Linked DNA regions of Rattus norvegicus: region 2 is linked to region 1. Evidence: chromatin contacts called from public Hi-C data. All regions are on one chromosome and are shown on one strand. The core of a region is the stretch at or near the end of the contact, and the rest is flanking DNA. Distances in the headings are between cores, read along the strand shown.

The links. Hi-C and Micro-C count contacts between places; a contact is called where the count stands out from the background.
Region 2: a contact with region 1 is called in a Hi-C map of prefrontal cortex, with 1.7 times the contacts expected there. The contact joins the enhancer-like site here to the promoter of Ildr2 in region 1. A contact is called at or near these places in 2 of 12 Hi-C or Micro-C datasets (frontal cortex and prefrontal cortex).

What each region holds. Positions count from the first base shown.
Region 1 is chr13:81,048,653-81,053,000 of GRCr8, reverse strand. It overlaps Ildr2 (immunoglobulin-like domain containing receptor 2), which reads right to left and starts at 1,278. Exons shown (of 11, transcript XM_008769713.3): 1 at 1,088-1,278. The coding sequence starts at 1,133.
Region 2 is chr13:81,098,542-81,102,956 of GRCr8, reverse strand. It overlaps Ildr2 (immunoglobulin-like domain containing receptor 2), which reads right to left. Exons shown (of 11, transcript XM_008769713.3): 7 at 2,386-2,499. It overlaps LOC120096307 (a long non-coding RNA gene), which reads left to right. Exons shown (of 4, transcript XR_005492613.2): 1 at 1-531. Among named protein-coding and RNA genes, the nearest start is that of Ildr2, 49 kb to the right of the region's middle. Within about 2 kb of position 1,261, at least 17 of the 93 cell types and tissues checked have an H3K27ac peak or open chromatin away from gene starts, as enhancers often do. A contact at or near this core is called in prefrontal cortex, where this site is marked.

The DNA.
Region 1 (4,348 bases), core at 29-2,528:
AAGAGGGAGCATCTGCCTTCCTCCCGTTCCAGGGATTTGTTTCAGCTATTTTAAGCTGGATCCCATTTTCCTAGTGTCTCCATCTCACCCCACCCTTCTGCATCCCTCTGGAGCTGGTGGATACCCCAGAGGAAACAAACTTTTTTCTTCTTGCAGCCTTTTGCTCTCTTCTCTTCTGCCTGTGACTGACCGGATCCTATCAAGCGTGACCTTTTGACACCTTATTCTGTTTCCTCCACTGTCTCTTTGGTTGCCTCTGACTCACCCCCGGCCATCCGAACCCTCCTCATCCTGTCCCATTTTCCCTTCAGCGGGGCTGTGAATCTGTGGTGGCCACCCCAGGGCCACTTGTTCCTTAACCCAGAATTGCAGAATTGTACACAGTGTTACAAACAAGGGCTTCTCCTGACACCAGAAGATGGGAAGAAAGTTCACAAAAGGAGAGGTGCACCAGAGGCATCTCCAAAGTTACCTCAGAGCCTCCATGCAAATTAACCTTGTTGGGGGGAGGGGCGTTGTCGTTCTTCTTCTCCAAATGGCTCCGGTAAGACTGATCAGGCCTTAAATTCCAGGGCCAATCAAGCCTGTTCTTCATCTTCCCAAACCCCTTCCCCTGCAGCCGGAGAGCCCCAGAGAAGGCCTCTGGGTCTCCCTCCTTCTCCCGGGAAGTAGCTGGAGAGACACTCACTCCCCTACCCCCTCCTCCAGAAAACCAGTGCTGTTAATGAATCAACCCCTTCTGAGCTTTCCCCAGGCTTTGCCCAGGACTCGAGCCTAAGAAACTCGGAGAAAGAAGGAGGAAGAGCCATTGTCTGGAGGGGAAATAGACATCCCAAGAACAGCCTCATAGCGGTAGTGAGTCAAACACCTGCATCTCCATCCAGTTCTTTGCCTCCCCCACCATCCATCCATCCACACACACACACACACACACACACACACACACACACACACACACACACACACACACAGGCTAAGCAGCGCTAACACACCGTCAAAAAGGAGGAAAACGAGGCTGGAGTGGAACACCACCACTGTGGGAATACATATAAAGTTATCCGTCTCTGTAGCAAAGGACTCTTCTTACCTGTTAACCAGAAGACAGCGGTCCACCCCAACACGACCCTATCCATTTTCCCCAACTTCCCATTCAGATCCAGAGTGGGGAAAGCTGGCAGCGGCTGGCACGCTAGGATCTCGATGACCTCGCGGCAGCAGGCGGCGGCGGAGCGCGGGCCCAGCGCGTCCCTGGCGCAGCAGCCCTCGGGGCTGGCCGCGCAGCCCGGCCCCGGGCGCTGAACGCCGCCGCCTGCGAGAGGCGCGCTGCCGCCAGCTCCAGAGTCCGCTTGGGCTGCGGGGGCCGTTCCCGCACGCACAAGCAGCGCGGTGCGGGGCGAGCGACTCCCCGCAGCAGAGCTCGCCGCGCGGGGGAGCTCGACCGCCGCGCCGCCGCCCGCGCCGCCGCCGCCCGCCAAAGTTTCTCAGTCACGTGCTAGGGGCTAGTCCGGGGTCTAGGAGGTCAGCGCCTCCTGTGGCGGGGGACTGCGGTCCACACTCTACTCAGGCCACCATGCAGGACCCCATGTCTCCATCTGCTCGTGGCAACCTTACCTTTAGGGACAGAAAGGCTACAAGGACTTGGCATAACTTCTCCTGGGGCTCAGACCTACGTGGGTTTTGTTTGTTTGTTTTCTGTGTATGGTTTGTTTTTTGTTGTTGTTTTGTTTTGTTTTCTGTGTCCTATCTGATGCATTCTGGTTCAAAGAATCAAGAGGCCTCAGCCAAATTGGAATCCACAGGGGAGAAACCCACTAGGCAACATTTTTTTCCTGTTAACAGAAAATGGGTTTTTAAGAGAGAAAGAGAGAGAGAGAGAGAGAGAGAGAGAGAGAGAGAGAGAGAGAGAGAGAGAGAGAGAGAGAGAGAAGAAGAAGAAGAAGAAGAAGAAGAAGAAGAAGAAGAAGAAGAAGAAGAAGAAGAAGAAGAAGAAGAGGGAGGAGGAGGAGGAGGAAGAGGAAGAGGAAGAGGAGGAGGAGGAGGAGGGAAGGGGAGAGGAGAGGAGAGGAGAGGAGAGGAGAGGAGAGGAGAGAGGAGAGGAGAGATTGAAATGGCCTACACCTATATATTCGCCATTTGCGAAGCACATTTCCATGGGTTATGCCCACTTTTAAAATGGAGTTGTCTCCTGTCTGTTGGGAAATACTCACAATACATTGAGAAAGCGCTGAGAAACGCTTGCTTGGGTTAGCAAATATATACGAAGGTTCTCCTAGGCTCTAACAACTAAGGCTACAGGATGAGTAATGGTGTAGGCTCCGTGTCCTTGAGGAGCCTCATCTTGGGTCCAGGCAAGGAAGAAGGCCAGACTATGGGGTTGGGGAATTAGCTCAGTGGTAGAGCGCTTGCCTAGGAAGCGCAAGGCCCTGGGTTCGGTCCCCAGCTCCGAAAAAAAGAACCAAAAAAAAAGGCCAGACTATTAAAGGCAGGATGCATATTCGCTGTAAAAATTGTGCCAGTGTCATCTTGGGAAAGACAGGGAAGAGATCGGGTGGACTCAGGAAAGAGCAAGTTAGTGCCAGGGGTGGGGCTGATGACCACAATAAAAGAGACAACTGCGTTAGCACTTGAAAGATGGGACAAGATTTGGACTGTTGCGAATTGGTAGCGCTAAAGAAGCAGGCACCCATCTTCTGGCTAGAGGGAGGGAGGAAGAATGCCCGAGGACCGAAAAGTGCGCGCGAACTGGGAAACAGAAATCCCTCAGCCTAAGAACTGATGCATGTGAAAGCGGGGGTGATGTGCACGGGGTCACTTGTGGAATAAGGAGAGGGCTTGATGGTGGCCTCTCACCAGGACTTGCCTTCTGGGTTTCTTTTGCATATCTGGACAGTTCCAAATACAGAAAGAAGCCAGAAAGTCTAGTCACCTCTTGACTACAGAAGCTGGAGGATAGGCTCCTGGCCCCAGCATGGCCAGGGTGACCTCTCGTCACTCGTAGGTTTCTCAATCTGGATCAAGTATCGGGCACAAGAAGTAGGGGCACTGGAGAACCAGTTTTGCCCAGAGGTAGCAGCAACATCTGGGGCCAGGGCCAGGTGTGTTGGATGGAGACCAAGTGGTCACACTGTGCAGGGGTGTGATCTGAGCTGCGGTCCTGGTGTGGTCTCTCTAGGTTCCCACTTGTCTCCTGCATTTGGATCTTCAGGTTTCTAGTAAATCTTAGAGCCACTCACTGCGTTTCATAGACGGTCTTTTCACTTAATCTGAATGATCTGTATACCAGTAAGAGGCCTGAGTAATAAGCTCTATGAGAGAAATTTGAGAACTATATCCTTTAAGCACTCCAAAAAAATTAGAAATTAAGATGGTTTCTTATTAGGATCTAAGCAAGTTTGTGGGTGTTTTTACTAAATTCTTTGTTTAATCCTAATGAGGAAACTTGGATATAAAGATTGTCGTTAATACCTTTGAGATCAAGAAGCCAGTAAATGGTAGAGCTAGAATTTGATCCCAAATCATCTGGCTTCAAAATGTATGCTTTCTACTACAAAAAGTATGTCTGCATCAAAGGGCTGGAATATCAATGTATTTGTACTATGATCTGCTATTTATTGAATGCCTATATTTGTACATACAACGTCTGGTTGAGAAGTTTGTTCAAAACGTAGACATATGAGAAAATTATACAGAGGGGAAATATGGAGATGGGCTAATTTAAAAAGTGAATGTCCACAGAAGTGACCTTTGAATGTGTGTTATGTGTATGTCAACGGGAATCAGAAGTCTTGCAGAAGAACTATATCATAGTGAATCCTAGAGTGCAGGGGGCCTGCCTGTCAGCCCAGGAACTGTTTTCAGTTCTGCATGTTATGGTACTGCCTGTTTACTTTACAAATAGACAGATGTAGTGATCTATCCCGTATGATCCTGAATGGGTAGGACCCTGAGCTACATTCTAAATTGAACTATGTGTGCCTCCTAAATGCTCCCTCCTATGCACACCACTATGGTCCGTGCAAAAACACTAAGGCTACCCAGTGATCCAAAATGTACAGTCCAAAGGATAGAGCTAGGAGGATGCTGTGACAACGGAATTGGATTTGTCATATTGGCAGTAGATAGTAGAATACAAGACCCCCAATATCTTGTTGCCTTCTTTTCTTTATTTTGGACCTGGAGCAGCAGAATTTCTGTACAGTGCCTGCTTAAAAGGGAGATTCCAAGTTCAATTAAAAACAATGAGATCAAAGCCACCACGTAACCTGGAAATCTGCATTTTAATCCCTTCCTTGAGTACTTTCAATAAAGTTTAGTCTTTAAGAAGTAATATTTTTTTCTCTTCCTAGAA
Region 2 (4,415 bases), core at 12-2,511, 50 kb before region 1:
GGCTCAGATCTTTCTCTAAATTTTAAGGAATACTTGACCCTTTTCATTTTTCCTGATTGTAAGAACTGTCACCATTTGACCACTCATAGTAACAAGCTGTCCAGGGTGTATGTTACACTAAACTTTCTGCCAAGTAGAACATGACGTCAGCGCAGCCCTTGACAGACATAATGCCAGTGTGGGACGGGGATACACTAACGCTTTCTGTAAAGGACCAGCCAGGGAATAAACATTTCAGGTTTTGTGAGCCACACTGGTTAGAACCATTCAGTTCTGCCACTCAAGAAGTTATAGGACATAGATAAGCAAGTTATCCTGGCTGCGATCCAATAAAACTTTAAAAAAAAAAACCAAAAACCAGAAATTGTTATCTATACGTGTGTCCAGGAGATATTGTTTGTAGATTCTTGTTCTAGACATCCCAAGAATGTAAGCATCTAGGAGTGATTACCAAAGGAGAACCACAGTGGCCAGCAAATTCAAGAACCTGGACGTCACACCCCCAATTCTTACAGAATCTGTGAAACCAAGGTATCTATTTTATGAGATTTTTAAAAATGGCCCCAGTCCTTGATCCGCCCTGCTCTTTGGAATAGAGCCAACCTTCAGAGTAAATTGTTCCTGTGTCCGTCCACACAACTGTTGTACTGTCAATCCACAGGTACTTGGTGGTCTGAGTTCTAGTCTAGGCCCTGGCCACATGCTAGCACTGGTTATATCACAGTGAGGAGGCCAGTCTAGCCTTAGCTCAAAAGCTTTTGTGCCTGAGTCACGAGATTGGGAATCATCCCATCTGAGTTCTTCTAATTCTATCGATATACTCCCTGAGCTTCTGCTTCCTCATCTGAACACTGCACAAGCTGACATGGAGCAGCTCTCCAATCCCTTTCAACTCTGAGGCTCCACCAGGCTGAGACCAGCCAGTTCCTGAATACCTTTCAGGTCAAGGTAGTCAGCCCAAGATAAGCCACATACACTCAAGTGCATCCTTTTGATCTCTGTCATTAACTTTTCCTCTAAGCTGTGATACTGGTAGATTTCTTGCCTGGCTTCTCCTTGATCTAGGGCTCTCTCTGTCTCTGTCCCCTTACAGAGATCCATGACAACACTGTTACAACCAGCTTGTCAAGTGTGGTGACATCTGCATTCCTGACATTCCAATCTGGAGATGGTCTTTTTATAGTCCACGAGGTGGGAGGATGCAGCCATGGCTGCAGCCCAGACAGGATGAATTTAGAATTGTAAAACTGGGTGGAATATGTTGTCCTTAATCTGAATAAAGTTCCTCCAGTCTGGGACTGTTTCCCCAACAGCTCCATCATGTCTCTTGTTGGTTCCAAGAAGAAGAGGGTTCAAAGAAAGTGCCTAGTGACCTCACTAGCAGGCTTGCCAGCACCTCTTGATAATTAGCCCATCCGAGTCAGACCTGCCCTGTTCTGCCTCCCATGATAGACAGTAATTTGGAACCCACTCTAAAGAATCGGCAGTGTCAGCTGCAGCCTCCAAGGGCTTTGGATAAGTTAAGGGTTGGGGCCCTGCCACCGACAGACTTACTAATTAAACGGTTCTTTGACAAGAAGTGCAGTCTCTTTGCTCACCCTGAAATCTCTATGGTTTGGGCATCTCAGAGGGAAGCCAGCCTCTTTCCCCTAGATTTATTTACTAGATTTCTTCTTTCACATTCATTGACCCCTCCATGTGGTAAGTCAGCCTCTGGGTGGTTCAATACTAGGGCCTTTCAGGTTGGAAGAAGCTGATAGTGAATGTTCACTTGAGTGTGCATGTGTGTCTGTGCACATGTGCATGTGCTCATGTATGTAAATGCAAGAGGTTGACATATCTTCCTTGATATTCTTGACCTTACTTTTTGAAAAAGACTCTCTCACTGAACCTGAGTTTGCTGACTGAGTAGAATGGGTGCCCATTGAACTCCTGGGATTGGCTTGTCTCTGCCAGCTCTGGGCTGGGGCTAGAGATGTCCTCTGTTGGTCCGTGGGTCCTCGTGCTTGCACTAGTGTGAGGAATCTGAGTTCATACTCGCTCAGCAATGACTGTACTGCTTGAGCCATCCCACGTCTTGAGTAACTGTTTTTTGAGGATTGCTTATAGAGTAATATGAGGGGACTGTTCGAATGAAACATTATAAAGCCAGGATTATGTCGTCGTCATAGCAATGGACACAGACTGCCCCCACAACCACATGTGACTACTGCACACTGCCACTAGAATCCCCTTCTATTCCCTTCCGTGTTCTTAGAGGTACTTTTCGGGGGTAGTGTCAAGCCTACTGGCTCACAGCTTCAAATCCGATGACCCTCCCCATCTCCTCTTCGGCTACCAAATCCTTAATGAAGCCCTGATCACCCGAAACGAACAGATGCTCACATCTCCCTCTCATCCTCCTGGCTGGATCAAACTGAGCCAGCTCCTTCTCGACATAGTACAGGACCTTCATGGAGTCTCTCTCTTTGTCAGCTTGGATCCGGTAACCTTTGCGAACTGTGGAAGAAAGCACAGGAGGGTGAGCTAAAAACAGAAAACGAAAAGGAGGCCTCCACTCATTTTTACCAAGCAGAAACCACAGTTCCCAGTCAGAACAATCACCCAGAAATAATAAACCACAGTTTATACACGGGGGGGTACACTTCAGATCCTCCATCAGAGGACGTCATCGGGACGTAGATCCTGGAGGTCAACAAGCAAATCCACCGCAGTGCGCTTTTCAGTCATTTGCTAGTTTCCCTCCTGTCGTCTGAACCTCTACAGCTATGCTAAAGGCTCCTCTCTGCATGGCTTTTGAGTTCCAGCGGAGGAGCAAGCTCACGCTATCCAGAAGGGAAAGAGACCCCATTCTCGGTTGAGGGCACATGTCAGTCTCCAGCGTGAAGTCCTTACCTTCGCTTGGTAGAGGTGCACTAACTTTAAGACAGACAGATCTCCAAGCATCCCAGACTCCCACAGAGGCAGGCTGAAAGCCTCTAGTTGCCTGGGAGATGGGGGGGAAAAATCCCTTAAACTGGATGGTGCGTGCCTAAGAGCTAATATTAGATTCTAGACTACATACACAGAGGCACAAAACAAGCCGCACAACAGAGAGATTTCTAATCACACTTCCAGCTTATTTCCTTAGCATTTTCCTTTTAGGAAAAGGGATGCCACATTTCAGATGTGACTAATTTAACTCGACCTGCTGCTCTGTGGTTAGAAACAGGTGGGTTTATTTTCCAGGGCTTAATAAAATCCCCCCCCCCCCAAAAAGCAGGGGAAATAATCCTATCCCCTAGATCTCCATCAGTTCCCAACCTGTTAATGCCCTGCATCACGTAAGTCTAGCCCCACACCAGCCCAATGGGTGACAGGACAATAGGCATAGCAGACAAATAGGAGGAAATGAGGATGAGGAGGGGGCATGAGGGGCAACCAGACAACACATACAGGACACTGACAATGTGCCCGGTGCTCTGCTGACCTTTACCAGGATGGCTGTTCTTCATGACCACACACGTAGGGACTGTTGTCCCTGCACGTAACTTTAAGTTTTAAAGGAGGTTTAAGTAGCCATATTTTGTGGTTGAAAACTCAGGCAAAGGAGGAGTTTTAGGGCATAACAAGAAATACTTGGCAGCACCGAGTTGTGTGGTCTCACTGGCTGAAGCTTAACTGGATTAGGGTGTCAAAACTCTCTAAAGTGTAGAGGGAGGGGCAGGGTTTGTTTTTGGTTTTGGTTGGTTGGTTGGTTGGTTGGTTGGTTGGTTGGTTGGTTTAAAAGAGGTAGATGAAGAAGGCAAAATAGTGAAGCCGAAGGAGGCAGCAGACATAGTCTTTAGACCACACCAGGGAGGGTAAGGTCTGAGGCATGGGCCTTTCTTCTGGCCCCCAGTGGTGCACACACAGAATGCCTATGCATTCAATAAAAGAGATGTTTTATGTCTCTGGATGCATAACTGTGGACAAAGCCCTCTGTCCTCAAGTTCTTTACATGAAAGATTGAAATATAAAATTCTACAGGGCTGTAATCACATCCCAAGCACTGAAGGAAAAAGCCGCCCACACATCTTTTTGCAGGTGCACGGACTTTCCACGTGAGAGAATACTGGGCAGGCCGCGTCCATCTCCACATGTGAAATGACTTACAGAGAAATTAATGAGTTCTCAGCTCGTACTTTTCAGTGGCACCTTCTCCCAGAGCTGAGGTCCATCCATAAAACCTACGCAGAAGGAATTATTAGCAGAAACGACTTTATTCACCAAGCTACACACCCTTCCACCTCTGCAGAGGCATTTACGGAGTAGTACAGACAGTTCAATTAAAATGCAATTATCCCACAGAACTGCTGTGTCTGTAGCAAGGTAACCATGTCTGATGGATGAGGTGCAGGGCTGAGAAGCCGGGGTCTGGGCGTGCCGGGGCTGGT